Regions from separate parts of the Gossypium hirsutum genome. Here all the other regions are linked to region 1. The links are chromatin contacts, called in public Hi-C maps. All regions are on one chromosome and are shown on one strand. The core of a region is the stretch at or near the end of the contact, and the rest is flanking DNA. Distances in the headings are between cores, read along the strand shown. Region 1 holds the start of LOC107951383 (B3 domain-containing protein Os03g0120900). Region 2 holds the start of LOC107951298 (protein NTM1-like 9). Region 3 holds the start of LOC107951381 (metal tolerance protein 1).

Region 1 (3,613 bases), core at 591-3,090:
CGGTTGGAAGTCAGTTAATAATTTTTAAAAGTTTAATTATTGGTTAATTCGATTTAAAATAAGATAATTAATCGAATTAACCGAACTTAATAATTAATAATAAAAATTATATGTAGTTTTAATTGAGATAGTTTAGTCAAATGAAGATTATTAAATTTTTATATGTTTTATACTTGTTTTAACCAAAAAAAATAAAATATATAAATTTTAGTTAATTCAGTTAATCTGTTGAATTAACCAAAATATTTCAGTTTGGTTAAAGATTAAAAAGATTAAAATATTTGATTACTACTAATTCTATTCGATTAACTGTTTAATTAATCATTTGAACATCTCTAATTACAGTCATGAATCATTACAAAAATATAAATTTAATAATTAATTTAACTATGACTAACTAATTTACATAAATTAACATTCAATATCTTAAAATTCCTAAAAACTAAACCTAATCATTAAATAAGGTTTCATTTGCAATAAATTTTTGCTTAGTAAAAGATTTGGTGCTCCTAAACAATGCAAAATGAAATGTAATTATTACAAGATATCTATATTTTTCCTTGCATTAATGCACTTCGATTAAATATTATTTTATTATTATTCCACATTATCAATCTGACTAATATAATTATATATTAAATGTTACCTGAACTATAGTATATCATGGAAATATCCCACCCTACCCTTTATCCTATATATGTATATATCAGCAAGGCAAAGAATCCACCAGCTTCAATTCATATCATTCATACCCACATAATTGGCATTGTTAATTTTATGTTATTTTTACTTTGAGAAAGCAAAGAAGACTGTGTTATAAGGTGCGGTGCGGGGGTTTCAAAATTAAAAGCCACGTAGATATATAAATAATTACCTGAAAATTTTGGTAAAAGTATTGTAAAAGTCTTTGTATCAAGAATTAAATTGTATTTTGTTTATTTTACTCAAAAAATAGAAAAATTATTAAATTAAAGAGTAAACTGGTCATTCCTACTAAATTTTATTTATTTATTTTTACTCTTAACAATTGATGTAGTTGACGAAATAATTAAACAGTACATATGATATATCACGTGCATCTAGTTATAACGTATAATAATCAATTTACTCATGTTTTAGCGAAGTTAACAAAATACAATCTATTATCCCCTAATATAAAAGGCTCCGCTTGAACTTTTACTCAAAATATTGTACACTTAATATGTGATTGAAGTTAAATTAGTGTGTTTACTTTTGAGGTTTTGATGATAAGGAATTGATTGGTTGTAAGATTTAGACAGGGTTTGAAGAACAGACAAAAAAAAAGCCAATTATAAAAGGCGTGGCTAAATTGAATGGGTCCATTTGAGACTGCATGCGCTGCCTGCACCAATTCCGTGGGAAATAAGAAATCCTTTCTTTTCCTTTTATTTTATTTTATTTTATTTTTGTTTAATTTCATATACCTTTGAGGGACTAAATATTGAATGAAGATGATAAATATCGTTTTCCATCTGGATGGCCACCATAGCAGAGTGGCCTGTACGGATCTTATTCAAAGAGCTTATTTTTTTTGTTTTCAAGTCAAAACCCTAACCCCCCCCCAAAGTTCCTGTTACTAATAGTTACATCACCTTTCAATTATGAAAATATTTATATGAATTTGATAAAAAAATGTGTAAGAATAAAGATAGAAAAGAGTAATATACACAACAGCTGGCTTTATTTAATATATAGTTTTATTCCTACAAATAAAATTACTAAAATAATATTGCATAGCACCCGGGATTATGACAGTACAAGCTCACATGAGCCCCAACCAGTAATACATGGGGTCCCTACGTATAAACTTATTACTTAAACATGTTCTCTCCCTTTCAATCTCTCTAACAAGGAAAACCCAGAGTAAAAGAAAAGAAAAAAAAAGGGCTTAATTAAGCCTCAATAACATAAATTAGAAAGGTAGCTGGAGAAGGTTCGAGGGAGGTTCATCAGGTTCTTCCCCCTGGATATATATAAAAATAAATAAAGTTAAAGCCTCTTTTTCTCTTTTTCTTTTTCTTGCGATAGTTTATCTCTTGTTTCAAGGTCAACAACTAGATGAAGTTGGAAGATGGATGTGTGATATTTTTGTGCTCCAAGTCTTGTTTTCGTGTTTGGGTGTTAGATCATCTTGTTGGTCAAAGAAGGAATCACTGACTTTCTTCTCATTGTAGGGAGAGAGAGATGAAATTGTTTTAGCTTAAGCTAAAAGACCTGTTCTTGTTTCTCTCCTGAATAGTCGTTCAACCCTAGGAAAATTAAAGTTCTACTAGTAAATTATAACAAGTAGTAACATGGCATAGTTCCCGGTGTTCTTCCTTTGTCTGTGTGTCTGTTTGTTTTTTTTTTCTAATCTCAACTGGTTCGATTAGTCCCCACTTTTTTCTTTTTTTACTTTGTTTTTAGGTTTTGTTTGGTTGATACTTGATTCTTCATCTTCCTCATCTTTATTGTGTCTAGATCTCGAAAGAAAAGTCATGGATTTTGGGTTTAATGAAGAAGGTAATAAGTTTCCTTTTTCATACTCTTCATCATCTTCTTCTCCTTCATCTTCTTCTTCTCAGCATAAAACCCAGATGGCTCCTCCTCTTAGCAACACTCGATGGGAGGCACAGGCTCATCAGATTCACGACGGTCACCACCGTCAAATGAGTACCAACTGGTTGAACAACAGGTACGAACCTGAAGAAGATAACGAAACAGCTACTGCAACTGCAAGTACTGAAGCTGATTCAACCCTTAGTGCAAGTGCTGCCAACATCGAGAAAGAACAATTGTTCGACAAAGTAGTTACCCCAAGCGATGTAGGGAAACTGAACAGACTTGTTATCCCAAAACAACACGCCGAGAAGCATTTCCCCTTGGATTCTTCCACCAATGAGAAAGGCCTTTTGTTGAATTTCGAGGACAGGAATGGGAAGCCATGGAGGTTCAGGTACTCTTATTGGAACAGCAGCCAAAGCTATGTTATGACCAAAGGATGGAGCCGTTTCGTCAAGGATAAGAAACTTGATGCGGGCGATATAATTTCTTTCCAGAGAGGGGTCGGCGAGTTGGAGAAACACCGTCTTTTTATCGATTGGAGGAGGAGACCTGATGGACCAGACCCAGTTTCTTTCCATCCCCATACGCACCACTTGCCTTTGCACCGTTCAAATACCCCATGGAGCCCATTACTAATGCGGCCACCACCAACAGCAAGAGATCGCTTTCAATTGTCACAGATAAACCCTCTGAACCGAAACAGCTACTACGGTGGTTTTCCAACTGGAAACAATGTGGTGAATCCAGGAGGTACAATGGGATCGGTATTGTTTTTTAGATCAGCAGCAGCCCCAACGATGGAGTGGCAGCAGCAGCCAGGCGTAGTGGTAGAGCCAATTGTGTTTGATTCGGTGCCGGTGGTCCAAGGCACGGGTGCAGCAGCAGCGAAGAGGTTAAGGCTTTTCGGGGTTAACATGGAATGCCCCATACCGGAGTCGCATAACCCTGAAATGTTATCTACAACTACAATACCAAATACTACAATGGCATCACAAAGTCCACAACTTTCTTCATCATCCCAACATCCTCTTCAATTAAGGCTCTACAA
Region 2 (3,613 bases), core at 823-3,322, 220 kb after region 1:
CATTGCCTTCGAGATGAATGCATTACCAGACAAGGGCATTTCGGTTCCAGCAACCAAGTTTTTCCAACTGTTAGACTCTTCAGAAAAGTTATCATGGTTATTCAAGGCCTCATCCAACAATGGGAAAGATATATCTTGTTTGCTAGTCCCATCCTGGAAATGGAATCCATTTTGATCATGGCCAAAGTCGCTTGCATAAGGGGAATCCATGTAGGGCGGCAGATCTTCAAAAAATTGTGAGTTCATTGGCGAGAAGACTTTATAATCAATTTCATCACAATTGGGTTCATACAAGTCTGAATTGCTTCCCAAGAGCGGATATTTCTGTGTTAATAAGCAAAAAAACAGTTCTTGTCAAGAGTCATGGTATAGTCAATATAAAACAATGATGCATGCAACAATGCTAGAATATAGGTAACTTGTTGACTTCTACCAAGGTTTCTTCAGCTGCGTGATCTTCTGCATCAGAAGTCATATGACTATTGCAGCAGCTGTCACCCGTTATTTGACCATTTGGCATGGAAGTATCGGGATTCTGAGCTTGTGTCTCAGATGATATGGTATCTTGGACAAGATCCGATGATGTATCATCATCAGGAGCAGATTTTGTCATGGCAGCCGAACATACGGTTTGCTCAACCTCATCGTACTTCACAATATCATTCTTCTCTTCCGGTTTATGAAACAATCGACATTGAACAAAAGCACTCTGCACCAAGAAAAAGGGTCCAAGTCATATAGACATTCTTGTTTTTATTTGAATCAAACCCTTAACTAAGAACAGCAAGCCTAAAAATTAAGAAGGAAAACCTGGCCAGGGGCGGTGCCATCAAGGTCCTTTGTAGTGGGACGGTACTCATGCATGATCCAGTAAGTACGCTGGCCCTTGGGAGCACGGCCCTTGTAAAAAACCAAAGTCTTCTTCATGCCAATCAGTGACTTTTTAGACTTAATGGTTCGATCCTTACCCGTTGCTTTCCAATATCCTTTATCCGTAGCTCTGTTGGAACGATGGCTGTTCGGGTACTTCCTATCAAGCGGGCAAAAGAAGAACCACTCTGGATCGTCCGATTTTATCACCGACAGTCCTGTACTTAAATTCAACCATCCCAGTAATAAAAATTCAGAATTTAACTAATTTTGGAACATAAAAACTTTTTTTCGCAGAGAGGAATTTCAAAAAAAAAAAAAACCGTAAGTTTACCTCAAATTGCAAGTTGTAGGAATCGAATTTATGAAATAAAATGTATATTAATTTCATATATTGAGCGAATAAAGCAAAATTTCCAGCTGACGCTTTGGCTAAGGCTAAGGTATCAAAGAATCAAAACAATACTTAAACCAATAATTTCTTTCTTACGCAAAAGAAAAAGAGAAAAAAGAAATACCAGGCAAATCCCATGGCTCCCATTTGCAGACATCGATTTCAGGAATGACACCAACCTCGGAATGACGACCGTTGATCTTCAATCTAAGGTAATGATTGATGAGCTCCTCATCAGTCGGCCTGAACCTAAACCCTAAAGGCAACGTTTCCATCGTTAAAACTGCCATCCTTTGCTAGTTTTCAAAAAAAAAATTCTCGATTCTGAGTAAAATTGTCTTCTTCTTCTTCAGTGACTATCCAACTAGATTACTTAGGAAGGTAAATTAGTTGATTTTCAGTTGAGAGCTCCGTCAGGTCGCTTTCGTCTTAGGGTAAAGCCGCAAAGCCAAGTAAATGTGAAAAAAAAAAATCATGTGTGAGTAATCACGTGACCATGTCCGGTCCCTTTTTGCAGCCGTGTCGCTCTACCATTGGTGGAGACTGAAGCGCATTACAAGAGGAAGACGATGAGAGGCGCCCACAGCGTAGAAAAAACCCCGGTGTGGACGGCGAATTGAGCCACCCAATAATTGAGCTCCTTTTTCCTCCTTTTCCAGCGTAGGCTAAGGCAATGGAGCACTAGATCCTACACAATTACCAAAATACCCTCTCTACGCTTTTGTCACTTTTTTTTGCTTCTTGCTTTTTGGATAATACCGTCCACGTCTTTTCATTGTAATGTTGCACTGAGGAAAAGGAGCACAGTGAGTTAGCTTATCACGCAAGCCTTTTCGTATTTTTATAGTCTCAGTAAAGTTCAAGCTTTTTCTATTGGTTTTTATTAAAACAGAAAAAGGAAAAATTTATTTTGCCTCGTGCGCCCGGCTGGCTATAATATTGTGATATTTGCCCAGAAACTTTTTTTTTGATTCATTCACGTGCTTTTCTAGTGTTCTATATATATGGATTACTTGCAACCAGATTTAGATTCTAAAATTACTACTAAACTTCAAAATATATTAATTAAGGTTAAAAACTGCTCCAAGTCCTTGTATTCTTTGTACATTTGAACTTTATTCCTCTTATTTTCATTTCAATGAATTTAGTCCCTCTGCTTTTCAAATTTAAAAATATATGTTCAATTGTTAATACCATGAAATTTTCTATTAAATTCAGATTCATTGCAAATGTTATTTTCTGTTACATAATCGTGAAGTGAGACTTTCTTTTAAATTTTCAAAATATCGTGTCAACAAATTTAAAAAAAAATTAACAAATTAATAATTAAATCTAAAATTTAAAATTTAAAAAGTAAAAAGACTAAATTATTAAAAATAAAAAAATAAAGACTAAATTCTAAAAGTAAAAAAATCTTAAACTTTGACTGAAAATTGCTTATAGAAAAATTTTGATTTTTTATGATATTTGGATGATTTCACGTAATCATTTGGTTTTTTTAAAAAATCATTTTTCAAAGTTTTTAAATAAAAAATGCATAATATAAATTATAAAATATTATGGAAATATTACCGTTTGACAAACTAGTAATAACTATATTATCTCCTATAAATTTAATATTAACTTAATTTGAAGTTATAGGTATGATGTTGGATGGTGAAACACCGGAGCCAAAAGGATAAATGAAAACAAATATTCATTTATACTATTAAAATATTATTACTAAATATTTAGAAATTATCATTTATATATTTAATAACAATAAATTAATAAAAAAATATTTCAATACTATTTAAAATTTAAAATAATTATTAATATTGAAATCTATTATCAAAATAATATTATAATATTAAATATCAATATTTTAATATTTTTAAAATTAAAATTTATTGTTACTATAATAATATTTTACTCAATTTTAAATATTATATTACTTATAAGGGAGTTTTTTTTCTTAAAAAGATGGTCTTATGTTTTTTGAAAGAAGACAATTTGTCAAAAATAGTCCTTAAAATATGCAAAAAAAAATCAATTAAGTTTATGCAGTAAATTTGCACTCAATTAAGTCATTTCTATTAACTAAAATAATCAATTAAGCCCATCCGTTAACAATTCCTGTCATTGTTCACGTTGACCGTTAAAATAAATTGATGAACTAATCAAATGGTGATATGCTGCAACTTCTGGGTTAATCTAATATTTTTCTCATTAAAATATTGAAAACTAATATTTTTCCCATTAAAATATTAAAAAATTATAAAAATCAGAAAAAAATTATAAAAATAGTAAAAATATCAAAAAAATATAAAAATTAAAAAATATATGAAAATTGATTTAAACTTTTAAAAA
Region 3 (3,613 bases), core at 503-3,002, 140 kb before region 1:
GGTATAACGTCAAGTCTTGAGTTCAATGAGACAAAGTACATCATTAGTATGTGACTATTAGCACTATAAATAAACTCATCCTAAGATTAAAGTGCTGGGTACCCGTAATGATAAGGGAAGGATGAGTAATGTGCTCTTAATGGACCCATAACATAAATATGTTAAAGTGTTATAATTACGGGAACGCTCTTGATGGGATCTACTTATGTGAGTAGAAGTGTGGCCGCTTTAGGAGCTCAAGGGCTTGGCTCTGACAACACTCATGAAAAGAAGATACAGATACATGACCATAATAGTGTCTCTAAATACTATGCATTGACTAATGTTGAAATCATTGTGTGAGATGTGTTCAGTTAATCAAATGGAATAGTTGGTTCAAAGCTTAGTCTACCATGCAATTTCGATTAACTTTAACATATTTTCACTAAGTGGAGGTTCAATCGTAAGACACATTCATTTATGCAAATTAATTTTCAAGAATATCAAAATCTAAAATAGTTTGAAAATAGGGGGAGATTGTTGGAACATTTTCAAATATTTATAGTATTCCAATAACTATAAATGAATAAGTGTAATTAAGCAAAAGATAAATATTTTGATCATTGGTTAAAAGTTATATCATTTGATTTTTGAAAAAGAATTCTAACTATTCAAACAATAGTACTTGAATAGTTATAAAATTAAATGAATTATTATTATTATTACTATTATTATTATTTATTTATTCATAAAGACACCTATTGAAAGATGTATCTACGAATAGACATGAAAATTCTAATATATAGGAATGAGATTTCTTTTGGAAATCACAACAATAAGTTCTAAAAGTTCTTTCTATTATTCCTCATTTTCTAATATTATTAGATTGTTCTATAAAGATTTACTATAGAAATTCTTTGTAGAAATTGAATTTCTTGTTATATATTGCTTAGTGCTCAGTGGACTATTATCGTCAGTGCAAAACGCAAATAGTCATTGGCTTCATTACATCCTTAAGGTTAATTTGCTTGAAACTCGTTTGCACACCGAAGATAGGTGAAGGCGAATATAACCTTAAAGATAGTGGCTTGATATATGCTTTGGAGCCTTATCCTATTTCTTCTTTTTCTATTCGGGTTTCGTTCATGTGTTTGAGATTTTCCTAATTGGAGATTTGTACTAACATTTTCTAACTCATTTCGGTATCATCGTGGGTTGTTAGGTTAATGTCGTTAAAAATTTAATATTTTAATAAACATTTATGTTAAAGAAATGATTTGACTCATTTTGAAAAATAAAAAATTAAATTTAACTAAAAAATGACTAAATTAATAAAAATAAAAATATTAAAGGATAAATTTTACAATTATGCCAAGTATTAAATATAAAATTGGAAAGCTCCATCATAAGGAGTTTACCGACTACAAAACAAAAAAGGAAAATAAATCTTTGTACCAAAAAGAAAAAAAAACAAAAAAGGAAAACAAATCTTTGTGCCAAAAATTGCTTCTTGTTTTTTTCAATTCTAAATTAGTATTCAGCTGTTTATGTTCTGTTTGTTTTATTTTTTTTTTAAATTTTAATATGCATCAATTCATTTAGATGTGTATGGTTCTGTTTCGAGTATAAAATTTTGATATTTAAAAACAATTTAATAACTTTTTATTTATTACATTCACATTTAAAAATTAAATCAAATTAGCAATTTAATAATGATATGAATTCCAAAACAAAAAACAATATAAGCCAATAGGAACAAACCCTAAAGGGAGAAGCTATAAAAATAAAACAAAAAATTTGTGAAGCTATAAAGACTGTTCCTACAGGTACTCCAAATTCCGTCTTCAAAATTATACCTATAAATACTTAATTCAGAATTATTAACAATTGCTCCTAGTTTTGAACCAAAAAATAATAGTTCTTCTCTTTTCTTTTTGCTTTCATTGCAATCTGGTGGAGCCACTGCCATTGTTAAAACTCTCACAACCTCAAAGATTACTCCAATCCAAGGTCTTATTTTATTCTCTTTCATTTTCTTACTTTTCAACTTTGTTTTTTTATTGCAGCGAATATCAGGAATCTGGGTTTTTATCTTTTTCTCCCCACTTTTCCCAGATCCTGAAAGAAACCATTTTGATTGAAGGTAACTTTATTCGATTTCTCCAGAAAAAAATAAAAATAAAAATAAAAATTGGTTTTCCCTTAGAAGTTCGAACACCAATATTAAAAACTGTATAAATTTTCTTTTCATGTTTACTCATTCTTTATGTACGCAAAAAAGAAATATATATATGTATAGAAATTTAAATTTGTTTTTCCATATTGCGTTTAGGGATTAGTTTCCAGAAAAGGTTGCAGTAATCCAAAGCAGAAACGAAGAACGACTAAAGAAGGTAATTCTTTTTTCTTTTATTTGATTATTCGATGGTTTCTTTGAAAATTCTTTATTTCCATGCTGTAAATGACTAAATCTTTTTCGTTGAAATTGATTGTGAATGATTATTTTTGGAATTTCTTTTCATCTTTATTTGATCATAGTATTTAAAACTGCTACAATATGGATATATATATATACATGGATACATACAAGTATATATATGGGTGTATTTATGCATGCATGTATATAACACTATTTATTGTAGGCTGCCTTGTGAAGTATTTTTTTTTCTTCTCTTTCAAATAAAATATGGGATGCTATTGTGATGTATGCTGCTGAGTTTGTTTTTGATTCTTCAGTAGAATTTTAGAATCTGAAGACTTGAATAATTCCTCTCTGCCCTCTTATTTTTGTCCCCTTTTTTAATAAAAGAGTTTCAAGGCCTAACATATATGGCTGTCTTATAATTGAAAGGCAAACACTACGCAATATGCAGTTAGATAGAGTTTTAAAGGAACTCAAACATACACTCTAATGCCCTTTAAGTAATCTCCATTATCTTAAATCTTCTGCGTTACGACATAAATCTCCCATCAATGGTGCCCTTTTGCCTAACACCTGCGTCTCTGCAGTTTTCCCTGCAGTCTTTAGTGTTTACAATGACCTGATACTGAAGATGGTATTTTCTTTTTTCTTTTTTTCCATTTCTTGTTTTCTCCTTTGACACAACAAATTACTAGCTACGCTAGCAATTTTTGCCACTTTTCAAGGAAATTCATTTTGAAGCAATTGGGTATGAGAAACATAAGAAAGGATTTAGTAATCTAAGTTTTCTACAGCAATGCATTTTGGTTAAATAAATGGTGAAATGAAACTTCTATTAGGCATCTACATATAGTGGTCAGGGTACCGTTTTGTCATATGGGGAAGCGTGGGAAAGGAGGGCGCTTAAGCATCATGTGCTTGATGAGAGATATGAAGAGTATCTGTGGAAGTGAATATAACGCAGTATTTTGTTGACACAAGACTTAAGCTGTCTTAATTACTTTGATCATTCACCTCTTATTTCGCAATATCTTTCAAGTCATTGTGAATATAATAAATTATTCTCGTTGTGGTTGTTTATACTATTTTTCAGATGGAAGCGCAAAACTCTGAACAAGGACATATAATTGAAGTACATAGAGATGTTCCAGCAGTAGAGACAAGCCTGGGAAGAAATACGATTTGTGGAGGCGCACCATGTGGGTTTAATGA

Evidence for each region. Hi-C and Micro-C count contacts between places; a contact is called where the count stands out from the background.
Region 2: a Hi-C map of leaf shows a contact between it and region 1, with 2.3 times the contacts expected there. The contact joins the promoter of LOC107951298 here to the promoter of LOC107951383 in region 1. A contact is called at or near these places in 16 of 34 Hi-C or Micro-C datasets (anther, callus, hypocotyl and 3 more).
Region 3: a contact with region 1 is called in a Hi-C map of leaf, with 1.9 times the contacts expected there. The contact joins the promoter of LOC107951381 here to the promoter of LOC107951383 in region 1. A contact is called at or near these places in 2 of 34 Hi-C or Micro-C datasets (both in leaf).

What each region holds. Positions count from the first base shown.
Region 1 is chrA02:42,332,342-42,335,954 of Gossypium_hirsutum_v2.1, reverse strand. LOC107951383 (B3 domain-containing protein Os03g0120900) reads left to right here and starts at 1,840. Exons shown (of 1, transcript XM_016886424.2): 1 at 1,840-3,613. The coding sequence starts at 2,499.
Region 2 is chrA02:42,110,796-42,114,408 of Gossypium_hirsutum_v2.1, reverse strand. It overlaps LOC107951298 (protein NTM1-like 9), which reads right to left and starts at 2,072. Exons shown (of 6, transcript XM_016886298.2): 1 at 1,389-2,072; 2 at 811-1,093; 3 at 434-709; 4 at 1-324. The coding sequence starts at 1,411.
Region 3 is chrA02:42,471,192-42,474,804 of Gossypium_hirsutum_v2.1, reverse strand. LOC107951381 (metal tolerance protein 1) reads left to right here and starts at 1,752. Exons shown (of 3, transcript XM_016886421.2): 1 at 1,752-1,989; 2 at 2,312-2,372; 3 at 3,495-3,613. The coding sequence starts at 3,495.